Regions from separate parts of the Sus scrofa genome. Here region 1 is linked to region 2. Evidence: chromatin contacts called from public HiChIP or PLAC-seq data. All regions are on one chromosome and are shown on one strand. The core of a region is the stretch at or near the end of the contact, and the rest is flanking DNA. Distances in the headings are between cores, read along the strand shown.

Region 1 (3,799 bases), core at 891-3,390, 270 kb after region 2:
GGACAATGAGAACATGGTAAGGCCTGTTGGGCCTGGAGAGTTACGGAACTCATGAGTGACAGCTAAGATAGGAGAGGTGGTTTGGGGGAAAGGTTCTTAAGAGCTTGGATGTGGGATGTGGATTCTGGATAGCAATCTGTAAGTGACAGGAGCCTTATCGTGATTTTGAGCAGGAAGGTGCTGCTTCTGAGGGAGTGGAGGCCAGATTGAAGAGAGTAGACCTAGGAGGCAGGGAGGTGAGTCAGATACTATTAAAGAGACAGTGAAGGCCAGAACTAGGGCATTTTTAGTGGGATTAGAGAGATTATGGTGTTAGTATCCTTGGGGTTAGAAAACTAAATTGTGTCTGGTACACCTGATTTTCAAGGAATGTGGTTGGAAAGGACGGGCATTATAAGAAAGTGTGCTTCACCCCTTTACATTGTCAGACATGTGAAAAAAATGTGATGTGATTAAGATATTTTTAAAAGAGTGCTTGTAGCTTTTTTTTTTTTTTTTTTTTTTTTTGCCTTTTTTAGGGCCGTGCCTGAAGCGTATGGAAGTTCCCAGGCTAGGGGTGGAATCAGAGCTGCAACAGCCAGCCTGTGCCACAGCCTCAGCTACACAGGATCCAAGCCTCATCTGCAGCCTACACCATAGCTCATGGCAATGCCAGATCCTTAACCCACTGAGCCAGCCCAAGGATCAAACCCAAATCCTTGTGGTTCCTAGTCTGGTTTCCTTCTGCTGAGACATGACAGGAACTCCTCTTATAACATTTTTTTTTTTTAAAGTGAGAATTGCAACAATTTTTATTTGTTATTTGTTATTTATTTGTATTTATGTATTTATTTATTTCGCTTTTTAGGGCCTCACCCGAGACATATGGAGGTTCCCAGGCTAGGGGTCCAATCAACATGAACCTGCAACCTCATGGTTCCTAGTTAGATTCGTTTCTGCTGTGCCACGATGGGAACTCCTCCTCTTGCAACATTTTTTAATGTCCCATGTGGGTTTCTCCACAGTCGCAGTCACCCTACATCTAACCTAGAGGAACCTAATAGATACTTGTAGTTGTAGGAGAAATTGGAGGATGGTGGCTGGACTCACCTCCAGCTTGGAGACATGGACTCTTTGCTGGAAAGATACATCTAACTGGGAAAGAATGCAAGTGTGGCTAATCTTTGATCCTGTTTGAAGAGGAAAGCCTGACAATGAAATCCATACTGATAATGTCATTGAAAGGGCTCCTATTTCCTGGGAATCTCCAGTCTGAACCAATTTCCATTTGTCCCTCCCCATTCTCTCTATTTTTGCCTGGACTCGTCAAGGATGGCATAATCATAATTGAAGGGACAAATATCACCACAGTTTGATATTGGCCAAAAAAAAAAGGGGGGGGGGTTGCTAACATAGTCATTAACAGGAAAAAGCTTTAAAATCAGCCTGCCCATGGATTCACATATGGGAGGAACTTAGAACAGTGTGTCACAGAGAAAGTGCTTCTTATGTGTTGGTTGTTATTATTTTTTTATTTCTATTAAAATTGAAGTACTGTATTTCAGCTCTAAATGTGTCTGTCCAGCATCTCCAACCCTCCAGCCAAGACAGCCTTATATTTTCCATGAGAAGCAGCAAGACTTACTCTTGCTGTCTTAAACGCAGGGTTCCCTGCAGAGCGGGTTTCTCTGTGACCACCCAGTCAGTGTCTGCTTTGCATGCGGGCACCTTGTTTAGAACTAATGCCCCGTCCTGACCTTCAATCCATTTGGCTTGGGCTTGGACACCTGTTCCAGCCTTAACAGCCTCTCCCCACACATCCATGCCATTTCCCAAAGCAGGCAGTCCGCCCAGAGCCTGACCTGGCTTGACTGCCACTCCTAGGCGACTGCCTCCAGATCAGACCTTTTTAGACTTTCTTTCTAGACCAGCTCACAGCCTGATCACCACGCCCCTTTCTCATCTAATTCAACACAAGCCCTGCCCCCACCTGGATACATCCTTTCCCAACAAGCCTGAGTATCTGAATTCCCAACCTGACCCCATTCAAGGCATGATACTCGGGATCTTGGAACTCTAAACCCCCCGCTGTATAGATGAGGCTTGGTGGCTGAGGGCGGGGAGTGCATTCCCCCATGTCACACCCTGAGTGTATGACAGATGTAGGAAAAAACCCCAGCCCATGAGGAACATTTGTCTTGGAATATTGTTACGATTCCAGAAGCTATGGCTTATGTTTCCTCAGCTTGTCCTCACACAACCTCTGAGAGAACTTCTTTCTGAGACCATGCTGAGCAGGTAATTCCTTCCCTCGAAGTAGTCAAGGTCCTCGGATGCAAATGTCCTTCTCACTTTGGTGTTCAGGAATTGTCAGAGCATTGTGGTCCACCGGAGCCTGTGGAGGCGGAAAGAGAGTAAGAGAACAATCACTGGATCCATGAAGCAGTAAAAAAAAAAAAAAAAAAAAAAAAAGAAAGAAAAGAAAAAAAAAAAAGAACATCAAAGCTTCCTTTGGCTTTCTGTGAGCTGATAAAAAAAATCAGGGAGGGGACCAAGGTATCCATATAATTGTTTCAATTCTCCACAGTGTGTTGGTCCTCTGTCAGAGCCTATTAATTGACACACTGAGACATCTGAACATCCATAGGCGTCCTTATGATCACATCCAGACCAGCATAGACATGTGCCTGGAAAATGTACAGAAAGCCCCAATTTAGGAGGGCTATGGCCCTTTGGGGCTGAGGGGTCCTTCCATATTTGACTCTCTGCTGCCAAACTGTGTTTCCAATCCTGGGCATTTCCATCCTGGCCGTTTTCTGAATTAGGCCAAAATAAAGTACCAGAGGAAAGAGTCCTGGACTTGACATAATTTTGAGTCTCATCTCCTCTATCTATTTCATATAACCCATGGGGACCACAGTGTCTTGCTCTTAAAATTAAGAAGGAAGGGAGAAAGGGGGAGGAAGAAAGGGAGGGAAGGAGAGAGGGAGAAAAAAAAGAAAGAGGAAGGAAGGAAGGAAGGAAGGGAGGAAGGCAGGCGGGCAAAGGTGCTTTGCATGTTGCAAAAATGTAACAAAAATATTCAACTTCCTCTTTGACTATGCAGCAAAGATCCTCCAAGAAGAGCAGAAAATAGAGGATGTCAGATGTGAATAGATGGTGGGGATACACAGTCTCAAATGTTCGATTCCCTCATCTGCAAAGTGGAAACAAGAATAATATCACTTTATAAGGGTGTTTTAAGATGCGGAAGATAACGATGGGCGGGCGTATATGGTGACTAATTAAAAATACAAGTCATGTTTTGAAAACATGAACTCTAGTAGAACATTCCTTGCTGCTCCACCTGATCTTGGGAGGCATTAAGTCTATTTGCAGCTCCCCTGAAATGACGTGATGAGGTCCTTCCCTGAATTCAGAGGTGTTTTTGAGATAAGTTTCTCAGATTCCAAGCAGTCTTTTCTAAAGGCCTTAGGTCAACTGAAGGGAATGAGCAGGCAAGAAATAACTGGAAATGCTCACTTACAAGATGAAGGAGGCCCCCCACGGTCGGCGTATGGCACGAAGCAGACCAGCCTCTTCCTCCTTCCCCTCACACCTCCCCATCAAGGAAGCTATCTTGAACCCCTGAAACTCTGGACCACCCTAAAGACATCACGTCTCCTCAAAGGCTGAAACTAAAGTGGAGAGACTGGGAGGTCCCTTGCATGCCTCCTAAGATGGAATTTTCCAGCTTAGCATGGCCTGGTCCCCAGATGATTAACACTGGGTGTGCCTCCTTTCTTCAGAGGACACTAGGCCCACCCACGGGGACATAGAT
Region 2 (3,636 bases), core at 714-3,213:
TAGCTGGTCCTGTAAGGGAGCCTTTTAGCCTAGGGGGTCCCTCAACTTGAATGGAACAAAATGTATGTATGTATGCATACATGTATGTATTTTCACTGATCTCTACCTGAAATTTGTCATGTCCATCAATTATAAATGTGCAAATTCTAATGGAAATTTAGCATTTCCTTCTATTTCGAATTTGGTTTCATTAACAGTACTTGTAACTTTGTCACCAATGAAATGAATCAGAGGGAACTTCATATTACATTGTGGTTATGAAGATATTTCAAAATGCTGTTTACACTTATCACGGTTTCAAGATTACCAAAATTATGGTAGTTTTTAGAACTGATACTATATCCCATTGTTTTAATGTGTTAAGAATTTTTTTAATATATTGATTACTCTGCTTAGATATAGTTTCCTTTGAAATTCTATGAATTTAATTTATGCACTTGAAAATGGAAGTCAACGAAGGGATCATCCGTAGACACAGACTGCCAAGAGGGTTTATGGCACAAAGATGGCATTGTTGTTTGAGTTCCTCCTCCACTGCATATTCTCTCTGAGGTTGCCCTGTCTCCCTTCCAAGCAGCCTTCTTGGGCAAAGTCCCTTGATGGCGATAAAGATCAGTTCTCTTTCTCCTGCATCCATGGCTGACATCTCCTCCGTGGGAACCAAGCACTGTTGCCAGTGCTCCATAGCACTGCAGGCGCACCCTAACCACTGCCCCTAGCTGTCTGCTGTCCAGGTCTGCTAGTCAGCTAGTGTGCGCCAGTAGGGCATGCTGACTGTGAGAGGGTTGACGTACTCCTATAACACTTGGTACTGAGCACCCCCCAAACCCTCAAGCAATGCCGGTGCCTTCCCAGCCCCCATCCAGGAACCCGAGAGTCAATACTTGCTAAAACTGGGCCCTACAGAGCAGACCCCCCTTGCACAGCTGATGTTAGTTCTCACTCGTCAGTGTGCATGCCTTGTTGGATACTGAAACCCCTTTGGAATATCAAACCTGTTCACTGCATCTAGTTCCCTAGTTGGGGCTTCCACACCTCTCACAAGACTTGAGGCAAGAGGGTGACATCCCCTCCCCCTTCGTGGAATGGTAAGAGGTAAATGCTCCCATACATTTTCCCAAAGAAATTCTCTCTTTAATCTATCACCTCAGCCTTCTTTTACCTTTCAGTTGGCTTTTGAACCTTAGGTATTAAGGGTCCATATTAAATTTTCATTCATTGAAATTACTGCTGACAACCCATCTCTCTCTGCTCCCCCCGCCCCTACCCCACATACATACCTCTACCTCTGCTTAGGTAGGACTTTCCAGAGGATTAGACTTTTGAACCACACATTTTTCAACACTGACATTTGGAAAGGCCTCAGACTTGAAGGCAGAGAAAACTAATTGCCCAAGGCCTCCAATCTAAAAATAGAGTCTACTAATCCTGGACTGGCCAGCTTATACAGCCTGCAGTGTCTCCACCACACAGGAGGCCACAGTCCTGCCTCTCCTGTTTCCACTTTCTCTGTGACCTGGCTGGTTCCCCGCTGGCATAACTCTCAGTCCCTACCCGATCCCTGTGACAAACCGGACACGAATAACAAGGCCAGAGAAGTGTGCACTGATTTCCTGGGTGACCTGTCTCTCTCTCCTGTCCCGGTGCTGATTTAAGGAAAAGAAGTTTATAGCTGGGAATAAACAGGGAAGGCCCTGCTTTATTTGTTTTTAATGTGTCCGTGTTTTGTGTGGGTTTGACTCTGAAGCCATTGTCTCTAGCCCTGATGCTCGTAACTCTACGGTATTCAGCAGGATCAGCTTTTAGTGACTTAACCAGGGTTTCCTTAGACAGTAAACAGCCGCTTAATGCCTTTTACACCACCAGGAAAATGAGATTACTCCTTGAGGAGTCCAGCAGCTCTCAGCTGCTGTCGAAAGGGTGCTTTGACTGTTTGTTTGGCTGCAAGGCACCACAGCAGGCGGCCTGAGCTTGTTTAAAATTAGCTTCCCCCATAAATCACTTGCACAATGAAATGCCTACCTCTGTCCTCTGACATATTTGTGTCTCTGTTTATTTTTAATGATGACATGGCTTTTTCTGTCTCCATTTGGCTCTTTATCCTCCATGCTCCTGAACACTAAATTCTATGCCACAAATGAAAAATCTAAGAAACTGCAGGGATTTAATAGCACAAAATGTAGTGGGGAAACTGAGTTAGCCCTGGGGTCTTTATGATAGAAATCACCCCTGCTCCACTTTGACCTAATTGTTATATCCTAAAAATGTTCCCTTGTAAAGGGGCAGGAGACTTCTTTGTATGCATTTGCAAAACTCAGCAAATGTACCTTTAATTAAGATCTCTGTATTCCGTTACATGTAAATGTTAAATGAGAAAGGAAAAGAATTGTAAACAAATAATAAACTCTTCCCAATAAGGTGCATGCAGAAGTATTTAGGAGGAAGTATACTAGTGCCCACAATTTACTTTGATATACTTCTTAAACTGTCATGAAGTAACTGCTGGGTAGAGGGATATGTGATCAAAGAGATCCAGTAGTCCTCCCTTGTCTCATTTACCTGTGGTCATCTGCATTCTGGAAATATTTCAGAAATGAACAATTCATAAGTCTTAAGTTGCATGCCTTTCTGAGTAGGGTGATGAAATCTCACACTGTCCTGCTCCATCCCATCCAGGACAGGAAACCCCCTCTGTCCAGGACATCGCACCCCTTAATAGCACTTAATAGCATTCTTGGTTAGCAATCGCAGTGCTTGTGTTCAGTGTCCCTTACTTTATATAATGGTTCTAAGGCTCAAGAGTCGTGATGCTGGCAATTCAGATATGCTAAAGAGAAGCTGTAAAGTGCTTCCTTTATGAGAAAAGGTGAAAGTTCTCAATAAGGAAATTAAAAAAAAATAGGAAGTAGGCTGCTGAGGTTGCTAATACATGGTAAGTATGAATCTTCAATTTGTGAAATTGTGAAGAAGGCAAGAGAAATTTGTACTACTTTGGTGTTGTACCTCAAACAGCAAAAGTTACATTCACAGTGCATTACAAGTGCTTAGTTAAGATAGGAATATATTAAATTTCTATAGATGCACAGACCTGTTGATCCTCATTTATTAGGAAAGAAGGCAGAGGGAATATGGCAAAAAAGTAAATAATCATAACAAAGCTCCAGCTACACAGGGAGTATTTAGTCTTGAGTCTCCAACCAATTATTTTGTGAAATTAGAAAGTCCTTCAATCTCTCTGAGACTCAATTTGCCTGTGTATAAAGAAGTATACTCCTCTGTGATCTATAAGATCCTTTCTAGTTTTAAACATCATAGAGGTGTTTCACTTCTGTTTTCTCAGGAGGCGTGTCCTATTGGCTAACAGATTTTAGTGCAGTTTCTTTATTTTGTTGTAGTCTATTGGTTGCCTAGGAAGGATTTATAATTAGATATGGTGCCCTTTTTTATTGCAGTACATTTGGTTTCCTAGGGATTTTTGTGTTATTCAGTAATATGGGAAGTGTCCCCACATTCCTAAAGTTATATACCCAGTATAATTTGGAAATACTGTCACATATCTATTAAATGAAAATGGGATAGGATACTGTGCAAAGACTTTAATAAATACTCAAGGAAAAGGTCTTGTCAGATATGGTT

Evidence for each region. HiChIP or PLAC-seq counts read pairs in DNA pulled down with a chosen protein or histone mark.
Region 1: an H3K27ac HiChIP or PLAC-seq map of skeletal muscle shows a contact between it and region 2. The contact joins two enhancer-like sites. A contact is called at or near these places in 2 of 47 Hi-C or Micro-C datasets (both in skeletal muscle) and 1 of 2 datasets of contacts at active chromatin or transcription factors (skeletal muscle).

What each region holds. Positions count from the first base shown.
Region 1 is chr17:43,061,576-43,065,374 of Sscrofa11.1, forward strand. No RefSeq gene overlaps it. Among named protein-coding and RNA genes, the nearest start is that of MAFB, 350 kb to the right of the region's middle. Within about 2 kb of position 2,141, at least 3 of the 83 cell types and tissues checked have an H3K27ac peak or open chromatin away from gene starts, as enhancers often do. A contact at or near this core is called in skeletal muscle, where this site is marked.
Region 2 is chr17:42,795,693-42,799,328 of Sscrofa11.1, forward strand. No RefSeq gene overlaps it. Among named protein-coding and RNA genes, the nearest start is that of MAFB, 610 kb to the right of the region's middle. Within about 2 kb of position 1,964, at least 8 of the 83 cell types and tissues checked have an H3K27ac peak or open chromatin away from gene starts, as enhancers often do. A contact at or near this core is called in skeletal muscle, where this site is marked.